Linked DNA regions of Cricetulus griseus: region 2 is linked to region 1. A link is a contact called in public Hi-C data. All regions are on one chromosome and are shown on one strand. The core of a region is the stretch at or near the end of the contact, and the rest is flanking DNA. Distances in the headings are between cores, read along the strand shown.

Region 1 (5,230 bases), core at 752-3,251:
TTTATGGGCTTAAGTATCTTGCTGCATGCATATCTGTGTATGCGTATCCATAGAAACCAGAGAGGTCACTGGATCCCCCTATAGAATGGAGTTAGTGATAGTTGTGAGCCATGATGTGGGTGCTGAGAATCAAATCTGGATTCTCTGGAAGAGGAGCAAGTGCTCTTAATCACTGAACCATTTATTCAGCCTGTTTTTTATTTACTAATTTTCTTTTTCTTTTCGGCACTAAGGTTTGAACCTGGGCCCTTGTAGAATCTAGGCAAATTTTCAACAGTCAAAACTATACCCCCAGGGATTATTTGCTTGTTTGAAACAGGGTCTCCTATTGTCTAGGTTGACCTTAAACTAGTTTATACAGCTGAGGATGACCTTAAACTCTTACTATTCTTGCCTCCACTGATCAAAAAGCCAAGGGATTACAATGGTTGCCACAGGGCAATTGAATATGGATTTTGATAATGCTCATGCCTAAAACCATTCTGTACTTAAAAAGAAATTTAATTACAGGGAATACATGCTCAGATTTTGCTGTAAGGCAAAAATTCACTGTTTAAAACTAAAAATATCAGGTGCATTCTCTTGGGCTGATAAAGATAAAGAAATCTTAGCACTTAAAAAGAACTAAGTAGAGCTGGGTGTTGGTGGCGCACACCTCCAGCACTTGGGAGGCAGAAGCAGGCGGGTCTCTGTGAGTTCGAGGCCAGCCTGGTCTCCACAGCGAGTGCCAGGATAGGCTCCAAAGCTACACAGAGAAATCCTGTCTCCAAAAACCAAAAACCAAAAACCAAAAACCAAAAAAAAAAAAAAAAAAAAAAAAAAAAACACCCAAAAAAAAAACACCCAAAAAAACAAAAACCAAAAAACTAAAAAAATCTCATATTTGATTCCTAGCACCACATAACAATTTCCATGTAAGACTACATTAAAATAGTATGTAAAAAAGACAATAGTATATATATGACCCCAAGGTTTTAATTTTTGCTGTATGTTTTTATAGTATTGAGGAACACACCCATGGGTCTTGTGCTTGGTAGACATCCTCAGTGCTGCTTAATTTTTTAAGAATGACACATGTCTTTAATCCCAGCACTCAAAAGGCAGAAGCAGGAAAATCTTTCTGAAGTCTATGCCAGCCAGGGCCATATAGTGAGACCCTGAAGCATAAACAAACAAACAAATAAACCCCATATTTACTGTTCATGTTTGGAATTCAGTTTAATTTTTACTCTGGTATGGGAAACTGAACTCAGGCTTTGCGCATACTAGGCAAGTACTCCATCTTGGAGTCATAACCCCAACTCTGGAAGTCAGTTTACTAACTTAAAAAAATCTACTTCTATGTCTATTATGTATTTCATCTTGATCAGATGATTTCACCCTCCTTTGTGTGGTGACATATATCTTGGGTGATTTGTACAGGATGACCATAAGTTTAAGGCCAGCCTTTGCTACATTGCCATTTTGAGGCCTACCTGGGCTATATGAGACCCTTTCTCAAAAAACCAAAACTTAAAAATAAATAAACATTCATAAAAAAAAAAAAAAGCCTTCCTGCTGAGAAGCCATTCATGGACTACTCCCTAAAGGCCTCTCTCTGCCCTAGGGAGGAAGAGTCAGGCACAGAGTTGACTCCCCAACTGACAGACTGCCCTAAGCTCCACCTGGCTGAAGACCCACTGTTAAACTAGAAGCTCCACAGTCCTAACCAGAGCGACAGGGAATGGCCTTTGTTTTCTATAAACAGACATGAAAAAAGTCAGGTTAAAACAGTCTTTAGAGGAAGGAAAATAGAAACCAGGCAGTGGGGAATGCTTCATATTCCTAAAAGCTTTTTTTGTAAGTTAACACATGGTGTCTGCTTCTCTCTAGTCACCTATTTATCACTCTCCTCCTTAGAGAAGGGAAAAAGCCCTGGCTGCTTTCCTAGTGCAGAGTTTTGTGGCTGGGGGAAGGAGGGAGAGGGAAGGAAGGAGGGTGCTTTAAGCATGATGCAAACCATTTGGAGCTGAGTGAGAGCACTGCCAACACAAGCTGCACTATTTAAACAAGTGAGGAAATGATCGTATATACAACATGCCAGCAAGCGCTCGCATTCCCCCCTCCTCCCTCCCTCCCTCTCCTCCCTCTCTCTCCCCTCCCTCCCTCCCTCCCTCCCTCTCTCTCTCTCTCTCTCTCTCTCTCTCTCTCTCTCTCTCTCTCTCTCTCTCTCTCTCTCTCACACACACACACACACACACACACACACACACACACACACACCACCCCAAAGGAAGTCGAGAGAGATTTTTTTTTTTAGGACACAGAGCTGGATGTCAGCGGCTAAAAGGTCGATATTTTCCCTTAACACCCTTCTCAATGACTTAATCATGTTCCGTTCGCACAAAAAACTTCCCAAGAATAAAAAAGTCTGGAGAATTAAGAGAACGGGTAAATGGGGAGGGATGTTTGGCCTGAGGCTGACCTTATCCGAGGTTTTCTCCACGTAGCAGGGGTCCTGAGGGGCAGCCAGCAAGGGGACAAAGCCAGAGAGGAGCCGATCCTCTTCCAGGATAAGAAGGGTGAGGTCATCATCCGGGTCCTTGTACAGTGGCACCTCAGACTGATTCACTGCAGTGAGTATGTTACAGAAGTCAGCTAGTGTTGACCACACATCCACAGCAACCCTGTGAGGAACAAGATGAGAAAAGAGTGGCTCTAAAGAGATCAGTGAAAGTGTTCTTAGTGCTTTGGGAACACAAAGATACTTGTAACAAAAGCTGTAAGGCTGGAAACTGCCAAGAAATACTATCAAAACTGCAATATGAAGCTGTGCCCATGTTGAGCCATCTGGGGTATATTGCTCTATGTAAACCTGAAATTGATTAGGGGAGTTTTAATCTTAACCAGAGAGGAGGAAAAAGAATTCTGAGAGTCAGTTGTCTAATGCAGGTCCTGTCACCTTTCCAGACAGTGTGCTGAGACACTTACTCAAACACTCTAGATACCCAGTGCCTAAGGCAGCTCCCAGAAGTCCCTGATTCTGCATAGTCAAGTATCTGCCACAGAGACAGAAACTGGGCACTAGCTTCTTTCCTTCTGTCATGGCTACACGGGGAGTAATCACACTGTGTAGTCACCTGCATTTCCTTCTTAGAAATATTTTATAAATGTATTCCCTATATGTAAGCAGTAAAATGAATACATATCCAAGAAAATCCCCCTTCCTGTCCTGCCAAGATGTGCCCGGGAAGGGAAGCTTCTTGCTTACTTCAGTGCTACCTTGACTGTCCCATGCCTTCTCCATTCTCCCGCTTGTACATTAGACACAAGACGACTAACCATCCTGGCATCATCCTTGTTTTAGCACTAAATTTATCACATCCCACAAGTCCCCTAATCTGACACAAACAAGGGTGGTTGGTCACCCCAGTCCCACATCACCAGGTTCTGGTTGAAGCTGAGAAGAAACACTCAAAATACAAAATCTATCTCTCTCCACTTAAAACTTCAAGGTAGATTGACTTTCTCCTCCAGAAAGGTTTTTAACCCAAGAGTGTGGAATGCTAAGGTGTGAAATGTTAGGAGAGTTATTAAAAACAAAAACAAAAAACTCTACAAGAGAGATGGAGTACAAAGAGGCAATATGCCAAGAAGTTCTAAGTGTCACCCTGAAAGCTCCGAAGGGTACTGTCCATAAGCTTACCTGGTAGGGCAGGGGTCTCAGACCTAAGCCATTCCTTCCCTATCCCCAGATGACAGGAAAGAGGGCATGCCAGGATTACACTAGGGCAGAATGTGGACTAGGGAGAGGTATGAGGGACTCTCTCACCAGTTCCAGGTGGAAGGAGGCAGAACTAGTTTATTTACTGTAATCACTACACTAAGAAAAGGCAATGAAATGAAACATCTTGTTTTCAAGAGCGTCCTGGGAACCAGGCAGAACACAGTGCCATTAATCACACAACAGCACACAATCAACACGCATGCATGGCAGAAGTAACTCACTTCCCAGGCTTTGCCCAGGAGAAAGAAAACGTTTGGGAGGAATCACTGGAGGGGCGAGAGATTTCTAAAGCCCCTCTGCATGGACACCAACAAGCACACTCATTCACAAAGCTCCATCTTTTGGCTCAGCTGAGTTTGGCTGTCAGAAATGTTTAAATATGGAAAAAAATAAACAGTTGCAACACGTTTCTTTGCAGAAATCTGCCTGGGCTCCTCTGTGATGTAATGGGAAACACGGCACTCAGGCTACCAGCTGTAGAATAAACAGAACTTTGAGGGTTAAAAGGAACTGAACTTTCCACGACCCCATCTGCAGAGAAGAAAATAATAAGAGGAATGATGCACTGCCCCACAGCTCTGATAGTTTATCCTCCGGTCCGGCTGCAGAGACAAGCACCGGATGTGATAGGGCTGCTCAGGGCTGCCTCTGAGGTTAGCGCTGCCCATGGGAGACACACAGGGAGGCTCTTCCAGTTCCCTGCTTCCTCCCCCAGTGCCCCGCTGGCCACTTGAGCCCACTGCCTGAGTCTGATCCCACAACTTGGTGAGCTGTGGCCAATAGGCACTGCTAGGCTACAGAGCAGCAACTTGGAAAATAAACAGGAAAAACGCCAGTGAGAAGGAAGAAGGTGAAAAGTCTCCCATCTGAATTCTTGGCTTGGAGGTCCTGGTTGGTGCTATACAGGTCAAGGCTGCTTGAGGACATAGTTAGGGATGGGGGTGTGGGCAGCAGTATCCCCAGCCAGAGAGAGGCGGCAGAAAATCACCCACAGTTTCCTCAGTGGGAGGCCCCACATCCCTCTCATCCTCCCACCCATACCATCTTGGATCCAAGAAGAAGAAATATGTGGTACCATGTGGTTCTCATTACCATGCTCTCCTGTCCCCTAAGGCTCAGATAAACCAAAACTGACTCCTCCCAGAGGCTGCTGGCCACCACTAGGGACCCCTGCCCACATCTATCTTTTGCCCATTACCACCCACCTTGTGCCACAGCCTTATGACACACTGCAGTGATAAGGTGGATGAGAATTCTTACCCTGTTGATTTTGTAAGACAGCAGCTGGTGCCAAAAGACATAGGAAGTGCCCTGAGTTCCCAAGTCAGAAATATAAATAAAAGTGTTCCAAGGGTCAACTAGACTGATCAGAATTAAGGGGATATACAAAAAATGATAAAATGAAACGTCAATATTGCAGTCAGTTCAGCTAGCCTGATCTTGTTGGTACCCACAGGCCAGCCT
Region 2 (5,521 bases), core at 638-3,137, 100 kb before region 1:
TCCTGTCTTACAACATGCACAGCCAGGTCAGCCTGCCTGGCTCCGGGCATGTGTAGAGGGGCTGTTGTTCACTCTCAGTACTGTTCTGTCCTCCCGCCCAGCTCACCAATGAGGGGCACCACCAGGATGTACTTCCTGCTCTCCAGCAGCCGAGCTAGACTGGCCAGGTGGTCAATGAAGCCGTTGGTATCTGGTACGAGGAACAAGGGTCTGATCTCCAGCTCCATCTGCCTCATCTGACTCTGGTCTTCCAAAACAGCCTACAGGGACACAGAATGTGAGGGAGCAAGAGAGTGAGCAGGCGGGTGAGCCAGGGCCCTGACTCAACAGTGTGTAAGCATCCTGCCCCCACACATCTCTCCCCTTCCAGAGGCACAGCACCCCTTCAGGCCTGAGGAACAGACCCACGGGCTGAGCAAAGTAGCACAATCAAAATTAACATAGACCAAATGGCCCAGGGATGAGGTGTCACTAAACCTTGGCTGTCACTGAGAAAGGACCCTGATATTAAAAATAAGTTTCTGAAAGGATCTTAAGACTAGAAATTAAGAACGCAAGAAGGGAGTAAGGAAAGGGGCTCCACATGTTATACAGGCAGTATGCACAGAGCGCTTCTCCATTCAGCACTTAGGAATATCATATCAGAACTGATCTTCCTTTCCTTCCTTGCTTTGCTCCTTCTCATCCCTTTTTAAAAGGGGTCAGGGAATATAGTGTGGTGGCATAAGCCTTTTATCCCAGCGTTTGGGAGGCAGAGGCAGAGGCAGAGGCAGAGGCAGAGGCAGAGGCAGAGGCAGAGGCAGAGGCAGAGGCAGAGGCAGAGGCAGAGGCAGAGCAGGCAGAGGCAGAGGAGGCAGAGGCAGGCGGATCTCTGTGAGTTCGAGGCCAGCGTGGTCTTCAGTTCCAGGACAGCCAGGACTGTTTCATAGAGAAACCCTATCTGGAAAAACCAAAAAGGAAAAAAAAAAGAAGAAAAAGAAAAAAAAAAGATGAAGTTATGACCAAACTCATGCAAAGAGCAACAATCAGAGAGATTATAACTGCTACCATCTTTCCTAGCTTTGCACAGTATTTCTTAAATGTGGGTTTTTTTACTCTACCTTTTTTTATTTTTTGAGATAGGATCTCTCTTATTTAGTTCTGGTGGTCCCAGAACTTGATACATAGGCTAGGCTGGCCTTGAACTCACAGAGATCTGCCTGCCTCTGTCTCCTGCTGGGATTAAAGGTGTGCTACCCCCAGCATTTTTGTTCAACTTATACTCCTTTGCCACAATCCTATTCAAGCAATACTATCACTGACTTCATTTTTCCTTTAAATTGACTTTATTTAAATAAAGGACATTTTGTTGTACCCTAGTGCAAACTGAAATGCCATTAAAAAACAAAACAAAACAACCCAAAACTGAAGCGCTCCTCCCCATACTACTCAACAATCACCTCCATCACCTTCTGGTCTGTGTACAAGGCACCCTCACCCTTAGAAGCCCACAAGCTAGGGACTGTCTGTGCTATAGGCTTTCACATCTCTGGGAAGCTCTGTGAACATCTGCAAAGCCCAGTGTCCTCTAGACTGATAGTCTGTCTTACATGGCTGGCATAAGTTCAGGGTATAACTATCACTACCTACGGAATATATTATTGTGCTATTTCCTCTGGGGACCATGGCCAGGAAGCACACTGGTCGACTGGATCTATCTGCTCTGGCAGATTCTGTGTAGGGAGCTAGCCAGTGGGAATCCAGAAAAGCAGGTGGGCAAGTCCCAGTCCCCTCACTCCCTCTTATGGTCTTCTGAAACATAGCAACTGCAATGACACAGACCCAGAAACAGCAGAGGAAGTATATGTGCGTGCCAACTGAGATGGGGCCCACAGTGCTGGGCCTGGCCACCAACAGTCAGCAAAAAGGCTGCTTCGGCTACACTAAGAGTGACAGTAAAACTGAAAGGGCATGCCTTCAAATGATAGGGGTGGCTTTTCGGTGACCTACCAGGGACCTTTCCCTATGAGTAAGTTGTTGCTGCCACTGCCACCACAGTTGGCGAAGACACAGGCCACAGTACAATGGCAGCATGAGAAACGTGGTTCAGAGGCCCAGTCTGCTGAAATACTCCAGTTGATCTCACACATAGCACAAGGGGAAAGTGTCAGCCACCTTTCCAGGGTTTTGGGTCACTGTCCCTCCCCAGAGAGTTGCCAACAGGATAGTAACACACAGTTCTTGGCCTGGGCATTCACAAGAACAGGAAATGGTTCTGCTTAGGTTCAGCAAACACTCCGCAGCCCTTTTTCATGCCGAGGAATAGCCTTTTTCCAGGCTTCTGTTCTCTGTACAATTCTACCAGAATACCTTCCCTGGAGCCCTGGGCTCCATATCTATCTTTCTGGGAGAGAGGACATAACACTCCACCCCATGGCTCATGAATGACAGGACTAGCCTATGGTGACAGAGGAGGTACCACATCTCTGTTTTCCTATTTTGAGAAATGACATGCAGCCTCTGTTAGACTTCCATTAAGAAAGTCACTGACTGCCATTTTTTACCCCGGCCTTGGTCATCCCACCTGCATGCTGGTGGTGAGCAGGAGGCTGGGGCAAAGGGAATCTACCTGGGGTTTGATGATAGGACAGATGTCAAGCTTAGAGTAAGGTGCAGGGAAGCATTGGTTCATGGAGCTCTGGTTCATGGCCAGAAAGGTGGACTAGCCATAGCCTCTCAGGGAGGTTGCAGAAGGCTCCCTGGGAATGGGACAGGGCCAAGCTGCGTGTGGTGGTCAAAGCTGGGCTGCCCTCATCCGGTCCCAGGGACGCCTGCAGACAACTTCCCCTAACCTGGCTCTGCCCAGTGAGTCACCACACAACTGCTTCCTGTTCCCCACATGCCCTCATGGAGTTTCAGGAGATTAGACAAGGTTGCTGCCTCTTCTCCTAGGGTACCAGTGGGCTTGGTGGGTGAGGGGAGTCATACCTGGGTCACAAGATTAGTTCAGCACCAATAAAAAGAATGTCAGATCAAGAAGGTTTAGGAGTCAGGCTCTCTGCTATGGGTGTCTGTTTCCGGCCCTTTCTGAGTGGCGCTGTATGTGTTTAGCATTTGCCCTCCCAACTTTTCCAGATTTTACCCGTCAGATTCCTGGCAGCTGTGCACGGCGCCTGTGCCGGCTGTCACGTCCCATTCTGATCTCTGGGTCGCACGGTGAGAGAAGGACACAGGATGCGCAGGGAGTGAAAAAGTGATGTCGATGGGGAGAGTGCCAAGTCCCCACTCACAGCCATGGGACGCTCAGGGAGAAGGGGGAAGCATGCTGCTGTGGAGTTCAGAGGCCGGTAGTGAGATTTATTTTTGTTTGTATGAATAAAAAGCTGCAGAAGCCTCTGGTGGGAGTGAGGGGGGTGCAACTGGAATGCTGAGATTCAGACAGATCAGCCTGGCCTGGAGTCAAGTGTGCTGACCCGGAAGGAGAGTTCCACAGGAGCCCTCTGACTGTAGCTCAGCCTGGGCCACACTGGTTCTTAGACAGTGCACTGGGAACCTGAGGAAAGTGAACACACTCCAAGGTGGATGCGGTGGCAGAAAGGAGGACCAAGAGTTCAAGATCAACCTTGGCAGGAGACCTTGTCTAAAAAAAAAAAAAAAAACAAAAACCCCAAAACCCTAAAAACCAAAACCCATAAAAAATAAGCAAACATGTAAGCAATCACAAAGTCTTTAAAAAAATTTTCAAAAGTAGATACTCCAAACCAGATTTATGGCAATGAGAACCATGTTGGCATGAAGTGTGCAAGAGAGAAATAATTTCAGTTTGGGAAAAGTGCTAAGCATCCAGCTATCTCTCAGGAATAGGCGCTACCTGGAGCACCATGACAGACTACTGAGACAGACACAGTATGCAATAGCTAAAGTAGCTGACGGGCTGTATCTCTAGAAAGACTCCTTTACTTCCTTCTCCACAGTGAGCACGATTTTATAATGCTAACCCACTGGAAATTGAGACACAAAATTACAAACAGCCGGAGGGTGGGGGGTTTAGGTAGGGTGAGGTGGGGTGGGGTGGGGGGTAGTGGTGGTGTGGTGCAGGCCTTAAATCCCAGCTCACAGGAGGCAGAGGCTGGTGGATCTCTGAGTTTGAGTTTCAGGACAGTCAGGGCTGTTACACAGAGAAACCCAGTCTCAAACAAACAAATACTACTGGCCTCCACAGAAGTATACAACAGATCAGGAGAACAGGGCAGACCAGGCAGAGGCTTTCCTAAGTCCTTCTACTTGGGAGATCCATACAGTGTGGCTGCTTCCTTTCCATCAAAGGGTGATGGAATCATGTAGGCTCTGTGTTCTTCATTACTCTGGAGACAGAGTAATGCCATTAACAGAAATGAGGTTTTATAACACAGCAAACTTCTACATTCACCTTGCATGTAAGAGTACCTTACTTGGTGCTTGACACACATTAGTAACAACAGGGACAATTTCTACTCTTCTTGTACAACTCTCTTTTATATTCTGTGCATCTGAGTGACCATCAAAGATACCAGTAACTGGGAATAGGGAGGGGAAGCACAGGGGTGTTTATTTATTTTTAAGAACTTATTTTCAACTGTGCATATGTGTGCATGTGTGCAGGTGCCTATGGGGACCACAGGTGTTGGATCCCCTGGAGCTGGAGTTATAGATGGTTGTGAGCCTGTGGTTGCTTGTAACTAAACTCGGGTCCTCTGGAAGAACAGTTAAATACTCTTAACTGCTGAGCATCTATCTAGTCTCAGAATTATTAATTTCTATTGTGAGACTTAACAGCAGTTGGGTACATTGGTATGTACATGTAGTCCCAACTACCTGGGAAACTGAATCAAGAGATTGTTTGAGCCCATTCATGAGTTCAAGGCCAGCCTGAATAGCATAGTGAGACTCTCTTTCTTTTTTGGTGTGTGTACGTGCACATGTGGCTTATATATGTGAGTTTATGTATACTTGTGCCTATGCATGTGCATTCAAAGTCCACAGCAAGGTATCCAGATATCCTTCTCTATGGTTTTTCACTTTGTCTAGAGACAGGGTCTCTCTGAAGTGGAAACTTTATGTTTCAGGAAGTCTGACTAGCTGGCAGACTCCCAGGTTCCACCTGATCTGACCTTCCCCCCATGCTAGGGTTACAGGCATACACAGCCATGTCCTGCTTTTTATATGGATTCTGGGGATTTTAACTCAGGTCCTTATGCTTGCAGAGCAAGAGCTTTATACAGTGAGTGATTTCTGCAGCCCTGACACCGTGTCTTTTAAGAAAAAAAATAATACTTCTGATTTTCATTATTTATTTTCTAGACAGGGTTTCTTTGTATAGCCTTGGGTGTCCTAGAACTAGCTGTGTAGACCAGGCTGGCCTTGAACTCAGATCTGCCTGCCTCTGCCTTCTCAGTGCTGGGATTAAAGTGGCATTATTTGCTAATTTTTTAAAAAAGATTTATTTATTATGTATACAGTGTTCTGCCTGCATGTATCCCTGCAGGCCAGAAGAGGGCACCAA

The links. Hi-C and Micro-C count contacts between places; a contact is called where the count stands out from the background.
Region 2: a contact with region 1 is called in a Hi-C map of liver, with 2.2 times the contacts expected there. The contact joins two enhancer-like sites. A contact is called at or near these places in 2 of 8 Hi-C or Micro-C datasets (fibroblasts and liver).

What each region holds. Positions count from the first base shown.
Region 1 is chr7:88,496,487-88,501,716 of CriGri-PICRH-1.0, reverse strand. It overlaps Smg6 (telomerase-binding protein EST1A), which reads right to left. Exons shown (of 19, transcript XM_027426761.2): 13 at 2,465-2,666. Among named protein-coding and RNA genes, the nearest start is that of Hic1, 110 kb to the left of the region's middle. Within about 2 kb of position 2,001, at least 2 of the 6 cell types and tissues checked have open chromatin away from gene starts, as enhancers often do.
Region 2 is chr7:88,596,862-88,602,382 of CriGri-PICRH-1.0, reverse strand. It overlaps Smg6 (telomerase-binding protein EST1A), which reads right to left. Exons shown (of 19, transcript XM_027426761.2): 16 at 107-260. Among named protein-coding and RNA genes, the nearest start is that of Hic1, 14 kb to the left of the region's middle. Within about 2 kb of position 1,887, at least 1 of the 6 cell types and tissues checked has open chromatin away from gene starts, as enhancers often do.